Linked DNA regions of Mus musculus: regions 2, 3, 4 and 5 are each linked to region 1. The links are chromatin contacts, called in public HiChIP or PLAC-seq and promoter capture Hi-C maps. All regions are on one chromosome and are shown on one strand. Each heading gives the region's core, a stretch centred on a gene start, on an enhancer-like site or on the middle of the called end of the contact. The rest is flanking DNA. Distances are from core to core; before and after follow the strand shown. Region 1 holds the start of Uvssa (UV stimulated scaffold protein A). Region 2 holds the start of Ift172 (intraflagellar transport 172). Region 3 holds the start of Slc5a6 (solute carrier family 5 (sodium-dependent vitamin transporter), member 6). Region 4 holds the start of Trmt44 (tRNA methyltransferase 44). Region 5 holds the start of Krtcap3 (keratinocyte associated protein 3).

Evidence for each region. HiChIP or PLAC-seq counts read pairs in DNA pulled down with a chosen protein or histone mark. Capture Hi-C pulls out chosen DNA fragments and counts their contacts.
Region 2: a contact with region 1 is called in an H3K27ac HiChIP or PLAC-seq map of stem cell-derived neural progenitor cells, with 6 times the contacts expected there. The contact joins the promoter of Ift172 here to the promoter of Uvssa in region 1. A contact is called at or near these places in 4 of 39 promoter capture datasets (hippocampal neurons, liver and pre-B cells), 2 of 115 datasets of contacts at active chromatin or transcription factors (astrocytes and stem cell-derived neural progenitor cells) and 2 of 9 other capture datasets (adipose tissue and liver).
Region 3: a promoter capture Hi-C map of liver shows a contact between it and region 1, with 6 times the contacts expected there. The contact joins the promoter of Slc5a6 here to the promoter of Uvssa in region 1. A contact is called at or near these places in 1 of 39 promoter capture datasets (pre-B cells), 1 of 115 datasets of contacts at active chromatin or transcription factors (astrocytes) and 2 of 9 other capture datasets (adipose tissue and liver).
Region 4: a contact with region 1 is called in an H3K27ac HiChIP or PLAC-seq map of thymic regulatory T cells, with 9 times the contacts expected there. The contact joins the promoter of Trmt44 here to the promoter of Uvssa in region 1. A contact is called at or near these places in 2 of 115 datasets of contacts at active chromatin or transcription factors (double positive thymocytes and thymic regulatory T cells) and 1 of 9 other capture datasets (liver).
Region 5: a promoter capture Hi-C map of adipose tissue shows a contact between it and region 1, with 4 times the contacts expected there. The contact joins the promoter of Krtcap3 here to the promoter of Uvssa in region 1. A contact is called at or near these places in 1 of 39 promoter capture datasets (the 3T3-L1 cell line), 1 of 115 datasets of contacts at active chromatin or transcription factors (astrocytes) and 1 of 9 other capture datasets (adipose tissue).

What each region holds. Positions count from the first base shown.
Region 1 is chr5:33,376,760-33,380,441 of GRCm38.p6, forward strand. Uvssa (UV stimulated scaffold protein A) reads left to right here and starts at 1,937. Exons shown (of 14, transcript NM_001081101.2): 1 at 1,937-2,243; 2 at 2,467-2,566. The coding sequence starts at 2,469.
Region 2 is chr5:31,289,446-31,293,034 of GRCm38.p6, forward strand. Ift172 (intraflagellar transport 172) reads right to left here and starts at 1,669. Exons shown (of 48, transcript NM_026298.5): 1 at 1,529-1,669. The coding sequence starts at 1,567. It overlaps Fndc4 (fibronectin type III domain containing 4), which reads right to left. Exons shown (of 7, transcript NM_022424.6): 7 at 2,797-3,589.
Region 3 is chr5:31,046,192-31,049,854 of GRCm38.p6, forward strand. Slc5a6 (solute carrier family 5 (sodium-dependent vitamin transporter), member 6) reads right to left here and starts at 1,888. Exons shown (of 18, transcript NM_001360022.1): 1 at 1,775-1,888; 2 at 1,439-1,608. It overlaps Atraid (all-trans retinoic acid induced differentiation factor), which reads left to right and starts at 2,449. Exons shown (of 7, transcript NM_027855.4): 1 at 2,449-2,565; 2 at 3,271-3,389. The coding sequence starts at 2,482.
Region 4 is chr5:35,573,135-35,576,842 of GRCm38.p6, forward strand. It overlaps Trmt44 (tRNA methyltransferase 44), which reads right to left and starts at 1,936. Exons shown (of 11, transcript NM_030208.3): 1 at 1,425-1,936; 2 at 946-1,060. The coding sequence starts at 1,911.
Region 5 is chr5:31,250,061-31,253,779 of GRCm38.p6, forward strand. It overlaps Krtcap3 (keratinocyte associated protein 3), which reads left to right and starts at 1,646. Exons shown (of 7, transcript NM_001363337.1): 1 at 1,646-1,754; 2 at 1,859-2,043; 3 at 2,132-2,191; 4 at 2,305-2,511; 5 at 2,595-2,729; 6 at 2,835-2,942; 7 at 3,034-3,137. The coding sequence starts at 1,727. The coding sequence ends at 2,942. Nrbp1 (nuclear receptor binding protein 1) reads left to right here. Exons shown (of 18, transcript NM_147201.2): 13 at 30-80; 14 at 170-305; 15 at 484-537; 16 at 621-684; 17 at 832-887; 18 at 965-1,503. The coding sequence ends at 1,069. It overlaps Ift172 (intraflagellar transport 172), which reads right to left. Exons shown (of 48, transcript NM_026298.5): 47 at 3,493-3,584; 48 at 3,219-3,364. The coding sequence ends at 3,275.

The sequences.
Region 1 (3,682 bases), core at 687-3,186:
ATTAATTTTTTTACTTTAGGGGTTCTGTTGATGATAGTGGTATGTTCTGAGAAATGGGTCATTAGGCAGTTACATCGTTATGTGACCATAGTATGTACTTAAACATCTGCTATATCATTAGGTGTCGAATTTGGTTTGACATCAACTGAAATGACATCATATACTATGTGACTGTTTATCACAATATACCTTCAAGTAGTATACCGATTTATGTAAGAATACAACTCTTGGAACATATATTACCATTTCCTCCCTCCATATCACTTGAGTAGCTGTTGTCATAATTTTTTCCTCAATATTGAACTTCAAAATCTATTGAACTGTGGCTTATAAAAGAGATTTGCAATCCTTTCATCAGCTTTATTGTTTACAGTTCTTGAGTTGCTCAGAGTCTGGATCTGCTCTCGTTTCCTTCCCAGGACTCCCTGAGAAGTGCTGGCAGGCCACTTCTTGCTCCTGTCTGCAGCAAGCTCAACTTTTGACGGACCCCCCCCACCCCCCCCCGCCCCGCCGCACATATGTACAAGCCTGGCTTGACACAACCTTTTCTTGTACTTCTTTAAAAGACATTTTCCAACTCCTGAGATCACACAGCTGCTAAGCCTGGCAACTTCCGTTTGAGTAGTGGAACCCACATGGTGGAGAGAACCACCTCTCAGAAATTGTCCTGATCATACTAGGGAGGGTCCCACCTTCTAACCCCCCAATAAAAAAAAATGTAATAATATCTTAAAGACATTTCATTCTCTTTAAATTTTGGGGGTGGGATGGGTGGGGGCAATCTGTGCATGTAAAATGAGAAACTACAGTCCACGATCAATCTCACGAGTGTATGAGGACTGGGACCTGCCAAGAGGTGGTGGGAAGAGCTCAGATTCCAAACATCACAAGTTGAGTTGCCAGATCCTCACATATTGAACACAACACAAATGAACGGGGGAGGGGGGGGGAGGGGACGGACGTGTCGGGGGAGTCCAGTTGACTTTGTTCACTGACCCGGATTCAGGGAAGGGTAGGTAAGTGGGTGGGACAGTAGGCACACCATGCTTTTAACAGTCTAGTCCAGAAGCTCAAGACCGTCCTGCAGGACACACAAACTGGCTGAATGCCCGCTCTATGGGTGCAGACCCGAACCCCAAACCGGATACACAGGGAGACCGGTGTATGCTTCTCCTTTGCTAAGCGAAGCAGGAGCTGACAGCGGAAAGGCAGAGCGAGTTGTGAGCCGGCTAAGGCGGCAGTATCCGGGGTCTGTGCGTTCAAGAGTTGGGCTGAAGCAGCGTGAGGTTGGTAGAGGCCAGAGTCCTGAACACTGTGAAGCTGTAGGAAGGGAGCAAGCAGCTCTAGCCGAGAGCTGACATATCTTCTACAATCATCTACGTTGAGACTGAACTGACATTTTAAAACATCCAATCAGTGCAACCACCACTACCCCAGGGCAGCCTTGCAACGGTGCCTCCCACCATAGCCTGTCCTGGGGTGGACAACTGACCCGGTCAGGGAGGCGGGCCGACCCTTCCCAACCGGACTTGCGCCCAGATTCCCTTCTGAGCTTTCTTAGCAGATATACAGAGGCTGTACATAGGCCGCGAGCCTCCTGGTGGCCAGAGAACTGATCCCCAGATCAAAACTTCTTTCTGCACCTCAGTCTCATACTCCTGACCCAAAGCCACCGCCCCTTTAAGAACTTGCCGGGCCCTCCCGCCTCCTTTTTCTCGCGCTTAGTTCTTCTCGATCTGCCCCGCCCCCTGGAGGAGCGTTGCGTCACCGCGTTGCCGCGTCCTCGCGCCTGCGCTGTGGAGCCGCTCCAGGCAAATGACGGAGACGGGTGGCTGCCTCATCTGAAAGGGACTGGACCAGAGCGGGCGCGTCGCGGTGACTTCCGCTCCTGCGCCGCGGGTCTTCGCGAGTGTGTGCCCGCTGCTCTCTGGGGCCTGTAACAGAGAGAGCTCTGTCTACACCGGAAGGGGTGGGCGAAACAAGCTGCTGCATCCTGCGGGCCGTGTCACCGGGGCTGAGGGACGCTGGTACTACGTCTCCTGAGGCAGCGAGTGCGGCGGACTGAGGGTCGTGGCTGGTCAGATTCTCGGCCCGCAGGGTCGGATCAGTCGCCCCCGCAGTTGTCCAGAGACTGTCGCTTGCAGAGAGCGAGTTTCTTGTGCGGCCAGTTTGCTTAAAATTTAGTGACATTTCCCCTTAGCCCGCGGTAACGTCACCCACACAGCTGACCGAAGACTGCCGGAGTTAGTCTCATCTTTAAAACCTTAGCTAATTATCACCGAAGGGCTTGATGGCCTTCCGTGGGAATGTGGTGGCTAGCCTTCTTCGCCTGGGAGACAACCTACAGAGACACCCTAGGGCCTTTGCCGTAATCCCCAGTATTTGGAGTCCCCCATAAACTTAAAACTAAGACCGTGAAGTATTTATTGTATGTTAACTCAGCATCTCCGCGTCCCTTGTTTCTAGATATGGATCAGAAACTTTCACAGTTGATAGAGGAGCTCACAACTTCAGGAGAATCCCAACTCAATGCTCAGAAAATGAAGGAACTGAAGAAAATTTGCAAGTATGTATTGAGGCTAAATGTGCCAATGTCCCCTGAGCACCCACACCGTGGAGATTGTGGACCCTCTGCCCTCTTGTACACCTCTGCCACCTCCTGCATTCACTACCTAGGAAGGAATTATCTGATCACCAGGGCATGGTGGCATTTGCCTGTTGTGAGGTAGAGTTGGGAGTAGCATGAGTTCCCCGCAGCTTGGGCTACATAGTAAGGCCTTGTCTCAGGAACCACTAAAGGATTTCTGGGGCTGTAATCCTGGTGTACCTGGGTCCAGAATGTCGCGCAAACTCTGAACTTGGTGCCTCTGACGATTTCTGTAAGGTATAAAGCTATCACACTATGTCAGTAAAAGTAGATCCTCTTCTTTTCCGTTGGAGTAAAGAGTTCATGATTGGGTCAGTGGCTCTGGCCTCCCCACCCCCGCCCCACCCCCAGGGATGCTCAGGAGCCCCAAGCATGCTGTCCCCAAGCAAACTGTACCACTGAGCTACCTATTATTATCATCATCATCATCATTATTATTATTATTATTATTATTATTATTATTTCTCCTTCTCCTCCTCCTCTCCCTCCTCCTCCTCCTCCTCCTCCTCCTCCTCCTCCTCCTCCTTCTTCTTCTTCTTCTTCTCTCTCTCTCTCTCTCTCTCTCTCTCTCTCTCTCTCTGACAGATTCTCATGTAGCCCAGGTTAACCTCTTTACTATGTAGCTAAGGCTGGCTGTGAATTTCTGATCTTCCTGCTTCCACTTAAGTGTTCCTTTGGGGTCATAGGCATGTACCATCATAGAACCCAATATTTTTTTAAAAGATTCATTTATTTTTATACATAAGTACACTGTAGTTGTCTTCAGACACCAGAAGAGGACGTCAGATCTTATAACAGATGGTTGTGATCCGCCATGTGGTGGCAGAGATTTGAACTCAGAACCTCAGAAGAGTGGTCAGTGTTCTTACCCGCTGAGCCATCTCTCCAGCCCGGACCCAATCTTTAAAGTAGTCGTTCTCATCCTTATTAATCCCTCGGAAGGAAGCACTGTGATGCTCCCTGCCTTGCTACTCAAGGCAGTCTTATTTGGTTAAGAAGCAAAATTCCTTCATTGCCTTGGTCACTAATGAGCCT
Region 2 (3,589 bases), core at 419-2,918, 2.1 Mb before region 1:
CTCCTGCCTCAGCCTCCTAGGTTCTAAGACTACAGGCATGTAACAGCACAATCAGGTAAGGGAGTCTGTCTGTCTGTCTGTCTGTGTGTGTCGGGAGGATGTTGCTATATGGGCCTGTCTATGTGTGCATGTAGAGACCAGAGGTCAAGTGTTTTCACAGTCATTCTCCATCTTACTTTTTGAAAGACAGAGTCTCTCATTGCACTGAAAGCTCGTAATTCCAGTTCTAGGACTAGAACTCTAGGGACCACCTGTCTACCTTCGAAACACTGAGATTACAGGTGCACCTGGCTCTGAAGAGGATGCTGGAGATCTGAACTCAGTTTCCCACGCTGGTGATGAGTCATTTCCCCCATAGCCAACCTTCTTATCTGTGTTGTGTTAGCCTGTCCTTTCACTTTGGAATGCCTTTCTCTCTTGTCAATCATCCTTCTTATGGCTTTCCAGTTTTCTTATGCTCTTTAAAACTTTTTCCTTACATTTTGAGTGGGGTGGGACAACTTGCACAAGCTGGCTCTTTCCTTCCACTGTGTGGGTCACAGGGCTCAAACTCAGGAGGTCAGGCTTAGTGGCAAGTACCTTAGCCAGTGAGCCAGCTCACAGGCCTTTCCTCTTCCTCTTCCTCTCCCCTCCCCCCTCTCTCTCTCCTACCCTCCCCTTCCCTTCCCTCCTCTCTCCCTTTTCCCCTTCCCCCTCCCCTTTTCTCCCCTCCCCTTTCCTTCCCTTCTCTCCCTTCCCCTACCCCCTCTCCTAAGAGTCTCAAGTAGCCCAGGCTGGCCTTGAACTCTCCACGTAGCTAAGAATGGCCTTGCATTCCTGATCCTCCTACCTCCACAATTGCTGAGATTACTAGCCTGGGCTACCAAGGCTTATAAGATTCTGTTCTGTGTAGAACTTTATTTAACATTCTCCTAAGTCGCTTACAGTTGCTCTCCCTGCGCCTTTTCTTTACCAGATGAAGAAGCTAGTGATAGAATGATTGCGTATGGTGATGGTTAAAGCCAGAAATACCATTTGGTCAAGTCAGTGTTGGAGCTAAGCTAAGACAGAGACTCTGTCCTCTTCACGCCCAAACCAAACATAATCTTCGTTTATGTCTCTGGGCTCCTCCTCCAGCGCCCACCCAGCCTCTTCTGCTTCTGAGGAGACACACTTTCACAATCCAAAAGAGGGTTCAGCTTCTGCTCTACCTTTTTTTAGGGTTTATATCTAAAGTGCTCATTTCATCCTGTGTAGACTTATGAAGGTTGACTATATATGCGCCTCTCCTTCCAAAAAGAGCCTTGACGCGTAATGCGGGTGATCCCGGAGAGCCTAAGCTTGGGGCCTGGCACTCAACTGATGTAATGTCATGCAAAGAAAGCTTAGAGTCGTTAGTGATGCATGTCGCCTGCTGAAAGAGCTTTCACGGTCTTCTGAACAAAGTAGACGCTCAAAAAGTATGAACTTATGTTCCCTTACTTTTTTTTTTTTTTTTTTTTTTGAACGCCTGGTGGCCTGGGAATGGAAGAGGCATGCGATTCCTCACCTGAGGGCTCAGCAGGGTCCTCAGGTGCTTCAACTGCATGACGTACACCGGTCTCGGATGCTCACTGACCGAGACAACTCCCGTGGTTACCTGGACAACCCGCCAAGCATCGGCGGCGCTAACCGCTGACGCACAGGCAACGTGAGTGCGACATACGTCATAAGGTCACGTAGTGGGTTCGCGACGGAGCGAACAGGACGTGCGCAAGCGCAGTGAGTCCTAAGGCGGGCCCATAAGAGGGGTTGTGGAATTCTCTCCGCGACCAATCCTGTGGCTGCATGCAAACCTAACGCAAACCTCCGCCCACAAGTCTTCGGTCCTCTCCGGATTCTACGTCACCATATCCTTACGTTTTCTTATTGTCCTACCCGGCCAGATGTGCTTTAGTTGCTTAAACTCTGGAGGAGAGCAAGGCAGGTGCTACGAGAGGCAAAAGACAATTCGCGGAGCTGAAATCTTCACGTCATCCCAAAACTTAGGTGACTTGCGGGAGGCCACTCAATACTGACAGATAACAGTGAAAGCTCAAGGATATACTTGGCACTGTGTTTGAATTCAGCAGCGGTACAGACCCATTTTACCCAACAGGAGGCAGATTAAAGGAGTTACTCGCCAAAGTTAAAACAGCTTGTAAAGGGTGGAACCGGCATTTAACCCACAGCTAATAACCTTTTAATTCCCGTAAGAAGGCTCAACTCTCCTCAACTCATTGTCTCCATGCCCAACTTCTCTACTCTGAAACACAGTCTCAGGAAATTATCCAGGATATGGTGGATATATTGGAAGCACTGGCTAGGGAAAGAAAAGGCACCCTGTTTGGTCATTGAGTTCAAGGCAGATTCCTGAAACCCAGATGTCTCTATGGGACAGTGCAGGAGGCAGACCAGAGCTTGGTTCCCCTCCTAGTTTAGAGCTGCATGACACCTGTGGTTGTGATTAGTTAAGCAAAAAAAGATACCATCTTCTTTGGGATCCTTTCAATAATTTTTGTTCTTGTTTCTCCCAAAAGATCAAGAGACAGAATGAAATGCAGAAACGTTAGTCATAGGCCTTCTCTAAATGACCCAAGGTGGGCAAGCCCTATCCCCCCCTAAAAGCATAGCATATGCCCCCCAGGCAAATGCTGGGCCCAAAGCCTTGAGCGCACTGCAGTTGCCAATGGTAACGAGTATTTCTCTTCCTGCCACCACATCCCTCTAGAAAATTAAGAATCAGAAGGGGACAGATTCCCTTTTTTCACAGGTAACAAATAGGTCCCAGAACTCAAATTATACTTTTTTTGATAGGGGCATCCAAACCCCTCAGCTTTATTTCTAGAATCCTCTGGATATGTTAGAGTATAAATATAAACTCATTTATGGATTACAATTATTATTAACTTTGAATGAACAAAGACATAGATGAAAAAGAAAACAAAGACGAGGCACTGGTGTGCCCGGGGTGAGAACACATGGCACCAAGGGCACATTAGTGGTGGCTGCTCTCCTGTCAGCTCCTAAGACAGCTCAGCCCTTCTGACCATTTCCCCAAAGTGAGTGCTGGAGTCAAAAGTGCAGGGAAGGGATTGGTTATATAGCGCAACAGTAGAATATTTGCTTAGTATGCACAAGGTCCTGAACAAAGATAAAAAAAAAATCTACTGGCCCTTTTATATGACATGGCCTGGTTTCTGTTGGTATGAAAACTGTGACTTCTCATTTTCTCTCTTCTCATTCAGCAAAGACAAAGAAGGGAGGCCTTTGGCTTTCATCCCCTCCCCTTTTGTCTTTCCCCGCCCATCTTAGATGAATACATTGTTACACTGACGCAAACATCTTATCAAGACTCTGTCCTTTCAGGTTGGTGGAGGCCTGAGAAGAACTGACAAGGTGTAGAGATGTCTTCAGCATACCATACAGGAACCAGTCAGTTCCAGTTTGTCCAGAACCTTTATTGGAAAAATGTCCCAGGGGTGAGATCACCAGCAGCTGGAGGGGCTGCCAGGTGAGGGAGGAGCCCCAGAGGCTCCGTGGAAGACACTGGAATAGTGCAATGCAGCGTCTGCCTCTAGGCCCAGAAGGT
Region 3 (3,663 bases), core at 638-3,137, 2.3 Mb before region 1:
CACACACACACACACACACACACACACATACAGACACACAATAAAAAAGAATTTTTCACAGGTATTCACCAGTGCTCCAATCTCACTAGTCCCAAGACTAAGAAAGGAACAGAGTGCTAACTGTAGTCAGTCATTCATGGAACAGTATAGATTTCAACTATTCTAGTGACAGATTAATATACCCTGCCCTCCAAGGAAACAGAGCATCTTCTGAACTGTATTCAAACAGTTGGGCACATATTGCCTAGTTGGCAGGGTGCGGTTCCCACAGACTAATCCTGAACTATAAGCCTCACAGGACAAAGAAAAAGTCTGAACTTGGGCCACATGTTCTACCGTCTCTGGGTCAAGGATTCTAAGGGGCTCTGGTTTACCTAAAGGGGCCCCAGGCCTTGATATTTTGCAACACCTTGAGTTTTCTTTCTCTTTGGCAAGCTGTCACTGCTATGGGAAGATGAGGAGGATAGACAAGGAGGGTGACACACACCTTTAATCCTTCTGGAGGCGGACGGAGAGGAATCTCTAGAGTTCAAGGCCTACCTTGTCTACAAAGTGAATACCAGGACAGCCATATCTGTAGAAATACGGTCTTGAAAAAACAAAACAAGCCGGGCATGGTGGCACACGCCTTTAATCCCAGCACTTGGGAGGCAGAGGAAGGCGAATTTCTGAGTTCGAGGCCAGCCTGGTCTACAGAGTGAGTTCCAGGACAGCCAGGGCTACACGGAGAAACCCTGTCTCAAAAACAAAAACAAAACAAAAAATAAAGAAAAAACCCTTCTAGACCAATCCTAGCACACAGGGGGCAGACAGGTGGATCTCTATGAGTTCCAGGCCAACCAAAGCTACACGGTCTCAAAATAAAACACCAAGTGGTCGGGTAGTACCGATTTGGTTCCTCTGCTTCTAGAGTTTCCTGATTAATTATCTGCGTTGAGAAACCACGAAGCCTCTGGGATAGAGGAAGAAGAGGTAAGCAGACAGGAAAACGCCAAGCCAGCAGTAACACAACTTTCATACGATCCAATTCTAGGAAAAGAACAGTGGCTTTCTACAAACTCCACTGATTCACAACAGTGGACATGTCTTTTAAAAAGGTCTCACATTGCATGGGACTTATCTGCAATGAAAGGTATTGAGGTTTGTGGGTTCATTTCTTTCAGTACTGGGGACAAGACTTAACTAGGAATGCCAGAGCTAAGTCCTCACCCTCTTCCCCCTTTGAAATATAAGGGAACACCTGCAGGGCCAACTGTCACCAATATCTAGGGCTTAATATTCCTCAAGATCTGAATGGCCTTTCTCATTAAAACAAGATATCCCACCAGCTAAATGTATTGATAAATGCAAATTCAGGATTTCCAGGCAGATACCTGGAGCCTGTGGAATGGAAGCATTGGCAGGCTAATTGAGATGAGCTCTAATTGTCTCTAGTTACCTTTTGAGGAGTCGTCACCCAGAGCAATAGCTGTCCCCTTAGGTGTGATGGGTCTCTCCCAGCGCCCTTCCAGTCAGACCTGCTGCTGTTCTGCTTGCCTTGCGTCGGTGGTTCGGCCAGGGCTACCAAAGTTCCTACGTTCTTTCCGAAACCAGCATTGGTTTTTCCCCCTTGGCAAGGCAAAGAACATGAGTTAAGGAAGCGTCTTTCCCGCTTCGCGTCCTTGCCCGGGCTGCAGAACACTACGCAACATTAAGGTGAAGGGTTCCCAGGCTCGTGTTCTCTTGCCAGCGTTTGCCCTTCGCCCTCCGATCTTCACTCCTCCATCACCCTTACCCTCTCTCGGCTCAGCTTTCCCCTTCTCTCCGCACGTGGCGAACCCACGACTTTGCACTAGTATTTAAGACCTTCCCCAAAGCCCACACCGAGAGGCTCACCCCGCCCCGCCCCTTCCAGTCCCGCCTCCAGGCGACTGAACTCAGTCTCTCCGGCCCTGCCCAATCCCCGCCTCGCCCGGCCCATCCTACACCCGCCCTGCCCACCTTTGAGATCTCCACATGAGGGCAGCTGGCCCGCAGGCCAGCCCGGCCCGGCTCGGCTCGGCTCGCACCTCCTGACTTGGTGACAGCGGGACAGCAGGACCCCGCCCCCTACCCCCGCCCTCCCGGGTCCCAGCGCCGCCATGTTTACTAAGGGCGGATGGAGCTGCCCGGGCGTCCGCACCGGGCTGAGGGTCATGCAGTAGCTCAAGGCAACTAAGCGCTAACTGGACAGGCCTGCGCTCCAGGAAGAATGGAGAGATGGTGGGTCTGTCCACCGCGAGCAAGCGCAGGACAGGAGCTCAGAATTCCGCGAGCAGCCCGAACCTGCGGGCAAATTACGCCTCGGGCTCCACGGCTCGTGCCCCGGGCGGACCAGGCCACGCCCCAGAGTGACAGGATTTGGAAGCTAAGCCTCGCCTCAAGGCTGGCGCGTGACACGCTGGGGGCGGAGCCTCGCGCTCGGTTCTCGCGAGCTGTCAAGACGGTGGAAAGCAGTGGGAAATGGCGTCTCGGGAGTCAGGCGGCTCTCGGGCGGCCGCCCTGCTCCTGGTTCTGGGCGTGGAGAGGGCCCTGGCTCTACCTGAGGTACAGAAGAAAGTTTGAGATCTGGCTGAAGAAGGTTGCTGGCCGTCAGCCCGGAATCCAGCTCGCCCGCCGGTGTCTGTCCCTTTGGCCAGTCGGAAGCTCAGATTTTTGTCCCTGAAGCTTCCCCGGGCCCTGTGCCTGCGGGGATGGTGTTGTCCAGTACTCACGTAGTGCAGGCCACTAGCACCTTCGCCCTGCCCACATTCAGAGTCCTTTGAAATTTGATCTCCTTGCTTTTGAATAATTTTAAATAGTGCTTCCCAGACGAGTCCCAGGGTTCTTCTGCCAGCTCTCCTTGCACGAATGCTGTGCGTGGTGCAATGGCACGACTATCTATCTATCTATCTATCTATCTATCTATCTATCTATCTATCTATCTATCTATCTATCTATCTATCTAAATATATAGTGATGCTTGAGTACGCTGTGTACCTGCAGCCCTTTAACACTTGCCAAACCATGCCTGTCAGGTGGAGAAGTCTCTGGAGAGGACACAGTATAGTCAAGTAATAATGCACAAACACGAGGATCTTCTCTCGTACAGTGCGCTGATTTGGTGCGGGGGTTTTAAGGGAAAAAAATGGGTTCTGTTTACAAAAGGCACTTTTCCGCTTTGCATTATGGGAATTCTGGAAAGGCTACTGACTTGTTCTTTTTTTTTTTTTTCTTTCTGGAGTCTTAATCAGGTTTCTTTCTCTTCTGCAGATATGCACCCTGTGTCCGGGAGGTATGCACAATTTGTCCAGAGTGGCTGCTTACTGTGAGGATACATCGAAGCTAATGCAGGCCCGATGCTGCCTGAATCAGAAGGGCACCATCTTGGGGTGAGGGAGGAGAAGACATCCTTGAATATTCTTTTGAACTTTTTAGAGTTCCCAGACTGGAGTCTACAGACTTGCCTAGCAGGCTCTGGGGATAAATATTAGTACCTAAGTGGAGACATTTAATGCTCGATTCTAAACATTTGAATTTGATGATTTTTCGATAAGTAAATGATCTTTTGATTTTTTTTTCCCTGAATGACAAATCATAGTTTTTGCCATTTTATAGGCTTTTGTGGCTTCATTTAAAATAGTTTTATTATTAAGTCTTTGTATT
Region 4 (3,708 bases), core at 686-3,185, 2.2 Mb after region 1:
ATGGGCAGGTGTTCTACCACTGAATGACAAACCTGTACTTTATAAGAGGGACTCTAAACTATGACAGGATATTCCACCCCCTACTCTGGACCAAGATACACAAATAGCAGTATGATAATCGGATAGAGCTCATGTGAATTTGGTCTAGATAAAAAGTCCCCTAAAGGCTCCTATGTTGAAGGCTCAGTCCCCAATTCAGCTGAGTTTAAAAGTGGAACCTTGGGGAGGTGACTGGACCATGACAGGACCAACCTCATCAACAGGCTAACTCGTAGATACACTCAGCTTAAGGGACATTGGCGGTGGTGGGGACTTAGAGGGTGAGTGAGGTTTTGTTGGAGTAAGCAGGGAGTTGTGTTGGCGGTGGGCTTTTAAGGGCAGATTTTGTCCATGGTCCCTTATGCTCCTAGTTCCTCACTACAGGCCCCAAAACCAAAGAGGGAATGATCACAAACTAAAATATGATACCCGTTTAAAATTATACACATACATCTATATCTGTGTGTGTGTGTGTGTGTGTGTGTGTGTGTTTAAAAGACAGAGGACAGCTCACAGAACATGTGGGCTCTAGGGATCAAACTCAGCTTGTAAGATTTGAAACGAGCACCTTTATGCACAGTCATCTCACTGGCCCTCAAGCATCCTTAAGTTGACTCCCTTGGGTATTATGCAACAGAAAGCTGACTAACAGAGTACCCCAGCTAGTTGCTGTACACCCCTACCGGCATATGGAATATAGAGATCAAGGACTCTGGCTACATTGTGATCCCCAATCCAGTACCAGCGCCAGGAACCAGCAGAGTGGTGACTATAGTATACATCTGAGATCAGCCAACCAACACAAGACCTTGGCTCTTCTGTACCCCAGAATCTTCCAGTTGACTGCTGATAGGACATCCGGGATGGGCATCACATAGTGGTGCAACAGCAGCGTCCAGCTCTTACCATTCTCCTTCGTTGTGATGGAGATGGAGTTGATACACGTTGCTCGTTTTAACCTCCAAATTCCCCTCATTATCTTCTTCCAAGGGCAAAAAGGTGACACTCCCACTGGAGACATCTGAGGGGGAAAGACAAGGCTATCAGGTCATAACTGCTCTAAACGGATCCCTTGGAAGTAGAACTGAGCAGCGATGGACAGGAGAGTAATGCTTTCCAGTCCTTAGTGGCTGTCCAGCACTGGGGAGAGGGCTCTACACTTTGGACACACCATTATAGCTAGCACTTAGACAATACAAGGCCAGAGCTGGGTGGTGGGTGGTGTGGCGCTCCTTTAATCCCAGTACTTGGAAGGCTGAGGCGGGTGTATCTCTGTGAGTTCGAGGCCAGCCTGTTCTACATAGCGAATTCCAGGCCATATAAGGCCCTGTCTCAAAAAGCGAACGCTTTTCAGTCTGTTTGCGCTCTTCCCACTACTCTCCTACCTTGCACTACCAGTTCTTTCTTCGGCTCTGTGAGTGGGGAGTGCGGGCTCGCTTTCGGGATGACAGTCCTGAGAATCAGGTCGAGCTCCTGCGCGGCTTCAGGCTGAGGACCCAACGAGGGGCCACAGAGGAAGGCCAGCATTTCCGGATTGGCGTGGACGAGGCTTTGGGAGACTCGGTCCCATAGCGAGTTCAGGTCAGCCGCGGGAGCGGTGCCTTCGCGGCTCGCCCTAGGTCCCGACTCTGGCTCTCCTTTAGGAGAAGCCTGTCCGGGTTCCCTCTCCAGCCCGTGTCCCTGTCCCTGCCGCGGTCCACACTCCGCCTGGGCGTGGGACCGCAAAGTTCTCCCGCGGGCTTCCATGCGGGCGCCGCACAGCCTCTTGTTGGCCACCTGTGGCCTCTCCAGCCACACGGTCACGGCGGCCCAGAAGCCTGCAGGTAGCAGGGCATCAGGATCGCTTAGCCGCACTCTACCCAGCTCCTCCATGGCTGCGCGCTCGGCGCGTTGGGATGACGCGACCCGGAAGCGCATTGACTCACGGGAGTTAGAGCCTGGACCCGGAAGGCCATCCCTTTGTCCTTTTTGCTGGGCGGTAGCTTCGGAGCCGCTGGCGGAGCCTGGGACGCGGGAGGAGCAGAGTGTGGGCCGCAGTGGATACAGCCTCCTGGGGTCCTCAACGACTGAATGTACAACCCCTTCTCTGCTTGCTTTCTTGCTTGGAAATAAGAGCTCCCAAGCGGTACATCCGATTCGTGCCCCCTAAATGAAATTTTGCCCCCAGAGGTTCCACCTCTCACGACAAAGCTAATAATACTGAGAGGAGAGGAAGTTACTTGAGCAAACAAGACGTAACTGATACACTCAGCAGAAAGCCACACTTATATGAAGGATTCTACAAAGCTGGTTGGCTAACTACAACTTCATGATTGTAAAGAATTGGAATGCGGACCCAAAGCTAGCATTACCTTGGGCGATTATTTAGCTCCTTTATAGCCATGCATTGCCCACCTGTGTCTGACTCCAAATTCTTTGACTGGAATACATTAACTTGCCAGAAAGTAACCTCCTACCAACCCAAAAGATAAAGCTGGCATCAGAAAACATAAGAAACCTATAACACAGACGTTCTGAAAGTATAACAAAGTAAAAACAGAATTCTAGGCCTTTAGGCCCAGGCTTGGGAATGTGGCCTTTGTAAAGGTATGCTAATCATAAAACAGATAGCGACATTCCTCTACCCACCCGCTTCCTGGGTTCAAAGAGTGCTCATTCAAAGAAAGTCACCCTGACCATTGCCATATACAAATGTGCTTTTGTTAGGGGCTCTTAGAAACTGTTTTGAAAAATAACCCTCACAATTACCAGGTATTCCTCGTGACTCTTGTAACTTTGCACTTCCTTGTGACTCTTAACTGGTATTTTTGTTATTTTCCAACAATGCCCTTCCCACCTCCTTGAGTTGTGGTTTCTTCCTTTAAATACCCCCTTACTCAGCTACTCGGGGCGCCACGGTCCTCTACCCCTTCGTGGTGTATGACCGTGGGCCCGAGAGCGCTCTTGAATAAAAATCCTCTTGCATTTTGCAACAGGCCCGTTTCTTGTGGGTGATTTTGGGGTGTCGCCTCTCCTGAGTCAGAACGTGGGGGAGTCCTCACGTTGTGGGTCTTTCATTTCTTACTTTGTTACCTGAGGTCCGAAACAAAGTATTTGTTAAATCCTTTGGAATGTACAAACTATTAGCTTCCACCAACATGAAGGCTAAAAATGTCTCCAGCAATTTCCCCTCATTGTTCTAACCCACCTACCTGTTGGTACCCATCCTTGTATTTTAAAAATACTTACTTTATGGATTTTGTTACTATTAAAAAAACTGTCACCACGTATGAACATAGTTTTTAAACCATAGTCACTCATATTTGTCTCCAGACTAAGCTATCCCTCACTCCCTTTAAGGTCAAAGCTGTGTTTTTATATCAGCACAACAACCACATGCCTCTGCTCTAATGGTCCAAAGAGCCAAACACGCATCTTTGACCTCATCTCCCAACCTCTTGGCAACACCCATGTAGGCCAAAGTTTCACTTTGTTGCTGCTCCTGGGTTTCATTATGTCCCTTAGGGAACCAGGGGCACTTTACAGCAGCTAAACAACAACTATGGCTGCTTTGCTCAAGTAACGGGGACTGCACGGGTGGCCGAGGGAAGTTTGGAAGTAATAGAGGGGGTGGTGGGAGCTGGCGGTGAGTGGTAACAGAGAGTGACGGCAGCAGCTGCAACACCAGTG
Region 5 (3,719 bases), core at 396-2,895, 2.1 Mb before region 1:
AGTCTCATGTTATTTACTTTTTCTTCCAGGTACTCTCAGTCACCAGCCCTAGAATTAGACAAATTCCTTGAAGATGTCAGGTGAGATAGGGTGGGCTTCTGGGAGGAAGTAGGGACAGGTGTCTTGAAGCTTTCACAGAGTCTGTGTGACTTATATCATCTCCCACCAGGAATGGGATCTACCCTCTGACAGCCTTTGGGCTACCTCGGCCTCAGCAGCCACAGCAGGAGGAGGTGACATCACCTGTTGTGCCCCCCTCTGTCAAGACTCCAACTCCTGAGCCAGCTGAAGTGGAGACACGAAAGGTGGGGACTCTGGTATGATTGTATTTTTGGCCATGGGGATAGAGACATCTTAACTAAGGCACTGTCCTGTATGGAATGCATTTCTGCCTGCTGGCCACCGTTTTCTTCCGTGGGCCGGAAAGTCTCAGGGGTGTCACTGAGCAGTCTCTAGACTGTCCTCCTTGTCTGTCCTGTTCAGGTGGTGCTGATGCAGTGCAACATCGAATCTGTGGAGGAGGGAGTCAAACACCATGTAAGCTCAGGGCGGGGCTTCCCAGGGCTGACCACGCGGCCTGCTGGGGAGAAGGAGCCTCATTCTGATTGTCCTTTTTCTAGCTAACACTTCTGCTGAAGCTGGAGGACAAATTGAACCGGCACCTGAGCTGTGACCTGATGCCAAGTGAGCCTCTCCTTTCTTTTGGAGGAGGGAGGATCTATGAGCCATATCCCTTGAGGGGACATGTCAGGGACAGGGACAGGGACAGTACTTGACAGGGCTCTGATCCTCCCAGACTGTATTCAAGCACCCCTCCTGTCTCTCTGTCAGATGAGAGCATCCCGGACTTGGCAGCTGAGCTGGTGCAGCTGGGCTTCATTAGTGAGGTGAGGGTCCTGCCTGTGTTCTGGGTGCCTCCCTGCCCCCCCTCTCTCAGCCCTGCCTTACTGAGCTGCTTCCCCAGGCTGATCAGAGCCGCCTGACTTCTCTGCTGGAGGAGACGCTCAACAAGTTCAACTTCACCAGGAACAGTACACTCAACACAGCCACTGTCACCGTCTCCTCGTAGAGCTCACTTGAGCCAGGCCCCTAGCCAGGCTGTGGCTGTCCCTGGGCATGCTGCAGTCCTCCTGTCCCTTCTCCCCAGTCAGTATTACCCTTCGCGCCCATATTATTTAGGAGGGCTTTAGGGGCTCCCTGGTTGAGTATCACCCTGCCCCTTCCCCTCTCTTCCTCCCCTCTGCACTTTGTTTACTTGTTTTGCACAGACGTGGGCCTGGGCCTTCTCAGCAGCCACCTTCTAGCTGGGGGCTAGTAGCTGACCTGCTGCCTCCTGCCCTACTTGTGTGGACAGGAGGCCCACGGGCACTGGGGAAGCTGAGTTCTACAATCCCGCTGGGGCGCATGGGCAGGAGAGAAAGGTGGTGCTGCAGGGGTGGCCCCCCGGGGGGGGCATTCGAATCACCTCAGTTGCTGCTGTAATAAAGTCTACTTTTTGCTAAAGCATCTTGTGTTGTGCTTGCGGCTCAGTGGGTGGCACCGCCGCTTCGGTTGGGGCGGGGCGGGCCCAGGTAGGGTGGCCCCTTGGAGGCCGGGCCTTAGGTCAGGGGCGGGGCGGGGCCAGGTGGAGCCGCCTGCGGCGGCGCGGAAGCGGCGCTTGAGGTCGGCGTCGGGACAAAGCCAGGTCCAGGTAGAGCCTATGGGCGGAGGGAGTAGAGCGGCCACGATGAGGTGCTGCGGCGTCTGCGCCTTCGGTAAGTTGTACGGCTTTCTACCGCACCTGTGGTCCCACAGGGCGACGCTGGGCCTGGGGCCCCGCCCTGCACGGCTACTGTCCGCCCCTCCCCCTACCTTGCAGATGCCGCCCGAGGGCCCAGGCGGCTGATGCGCGTGGGACTCGCGCTGATCCTGGTGGGCCACGTGAACCTCCTGGTGGGAGCTGTGTTGCATGGTACTGTTCTGCGGCACGTGGCCAACCCCCGAGGCGCGGTCACTCCTGAGTACACCACAGCCAATGTCATTTCTGTGGGTTCGGGACTACTGGTGAGCGTCGCGGGAGGGTGGACAGGCAAGGCGGGTTGGGCTGGGCGCTGAGAGCCAGTAAGCCCTATTAGGCTTGTTGCTTCCGCAGAGCGTTTCAGTGGGACTTGTGGCCCTCTTGGCATCCAGGAACCTTCTTCGCCCACGACTGGTGAGAAGGGTGGAGGAGGTGTCTCAGCACACTACCAATGGACAGGAGCCTCAAATAGAGAAGTATCACGGAGAAACAAACAGGCTGTTTACCCAGGTCTTCTACCCCACTAGCACTGGGCCCTGCTGACGCTGGCCTTGGTGAACCTGCTCTTGTCTGCTGCCTGCTCCATGGGCCTCCTCCTGGCTGTATCGCTCACTGTTGCCAATGGTGGCCGCCGTCTTATTGCTGATTGCCACCCAGGACTGATGGATCCTTCCATACCGCTGGACCAGGGGCCTGGACACACTGACTGCTCCTTTGATCCCACAAGAATTTATGTGAGCTTATTCTTGCTATTGGAGAAACTCTGGTCCTCACCTTTGCTCCAAGGCCTAGTCCTCTTTGTTACTTTGGGTTTTAGGATACAGCTTTGGCTCTCTGGATCCCTTCTCTGTTCATGTCTGCAGCTGAGGCTGCTCTTTCTGGTTACTGTTGTGTGGCTGCACTCACGCTACGGGGAATTGGGCCCTGCAGGAAGGAAGGGTTGCAGGAACAGGTAAGGAAGAGGAACAGGAAGGGCTCGTTCCATACCCTGGTTGTGTTGAAAAGGAGCTGGTGTGTCAATTTAAGTCCCAATTACTGAATTCCCTCCTTTGGGCAGCTGCAGGAACTGACAGAGCTTGAACTTCCCGAGTGTAAAAGGCAGGAGAACGTGCAGCTGCTCCATGGCCGTCAGGACTTCCAGGCCTTACAGAAGACCTGGGTTTAGGTCAGGTGAAGGCCCTGGGGTGGGATGCATTCTTGGGGACGGGGGCTACGCTGCTTGCTCTCTGACTCAGGTTGGCTCTTTTCTTTGTCAGGCAGGTGTTCTTCTGAGGCGCAGTCCACAGGTGTTTTCTACTACGCACGGGGGCCCTGACCCTAGGGTGGTATAAATAATTGTAATAAAAGAACTTGTATTTTGTCTTCTGCCTGATTACAGTTACTTGTAGAGTAGGGGCAGTGTGCTGTGGTGGAGAGACATTGAGCAAAGAATGCAGCAGTCTCCACTACTCAGAGAACTTTAATGAGGGACAGATGTAAGCGTCTCGGCTGCGCCAGTCACTGAAAGGAAAAGCTGGTGCTAGGGAGACCACCGCACCACTGGCTGATGAACTTGAGCACGTCCTGGCACACTGGGCTGTGAGAGGTCTGTGAGCAAAGTGGAGAACAGGAGAGGAACCATCAGCTCCTGGCTGAGCAGGGTTTTGAGATTCCTATTTGCAGCGCCCCCTACCCCACCCGACTGCCTCCTTTGTCTTTAAGACTCCTTCTCTAACCTTGATGGCCATAAGAAACTTGTTCCAGTTGTCTTTGTTAGCAGCCTTCCCAGGCCGCTTAAATTCAATTTTGTTCCTCAAAATGGGGTAACCTGTGGTAGAAGGTGAAAAGGCAGCGTTTGCAAGAGTGTGGAAGGGGGACTAGGCAGCTGAGAGCTGGGTGGGGAGGGGTAGCTCTGGCACCAAAAGGAAATTTTGACGTTTCTGCTTTTCCCGCCTTTCTCCTT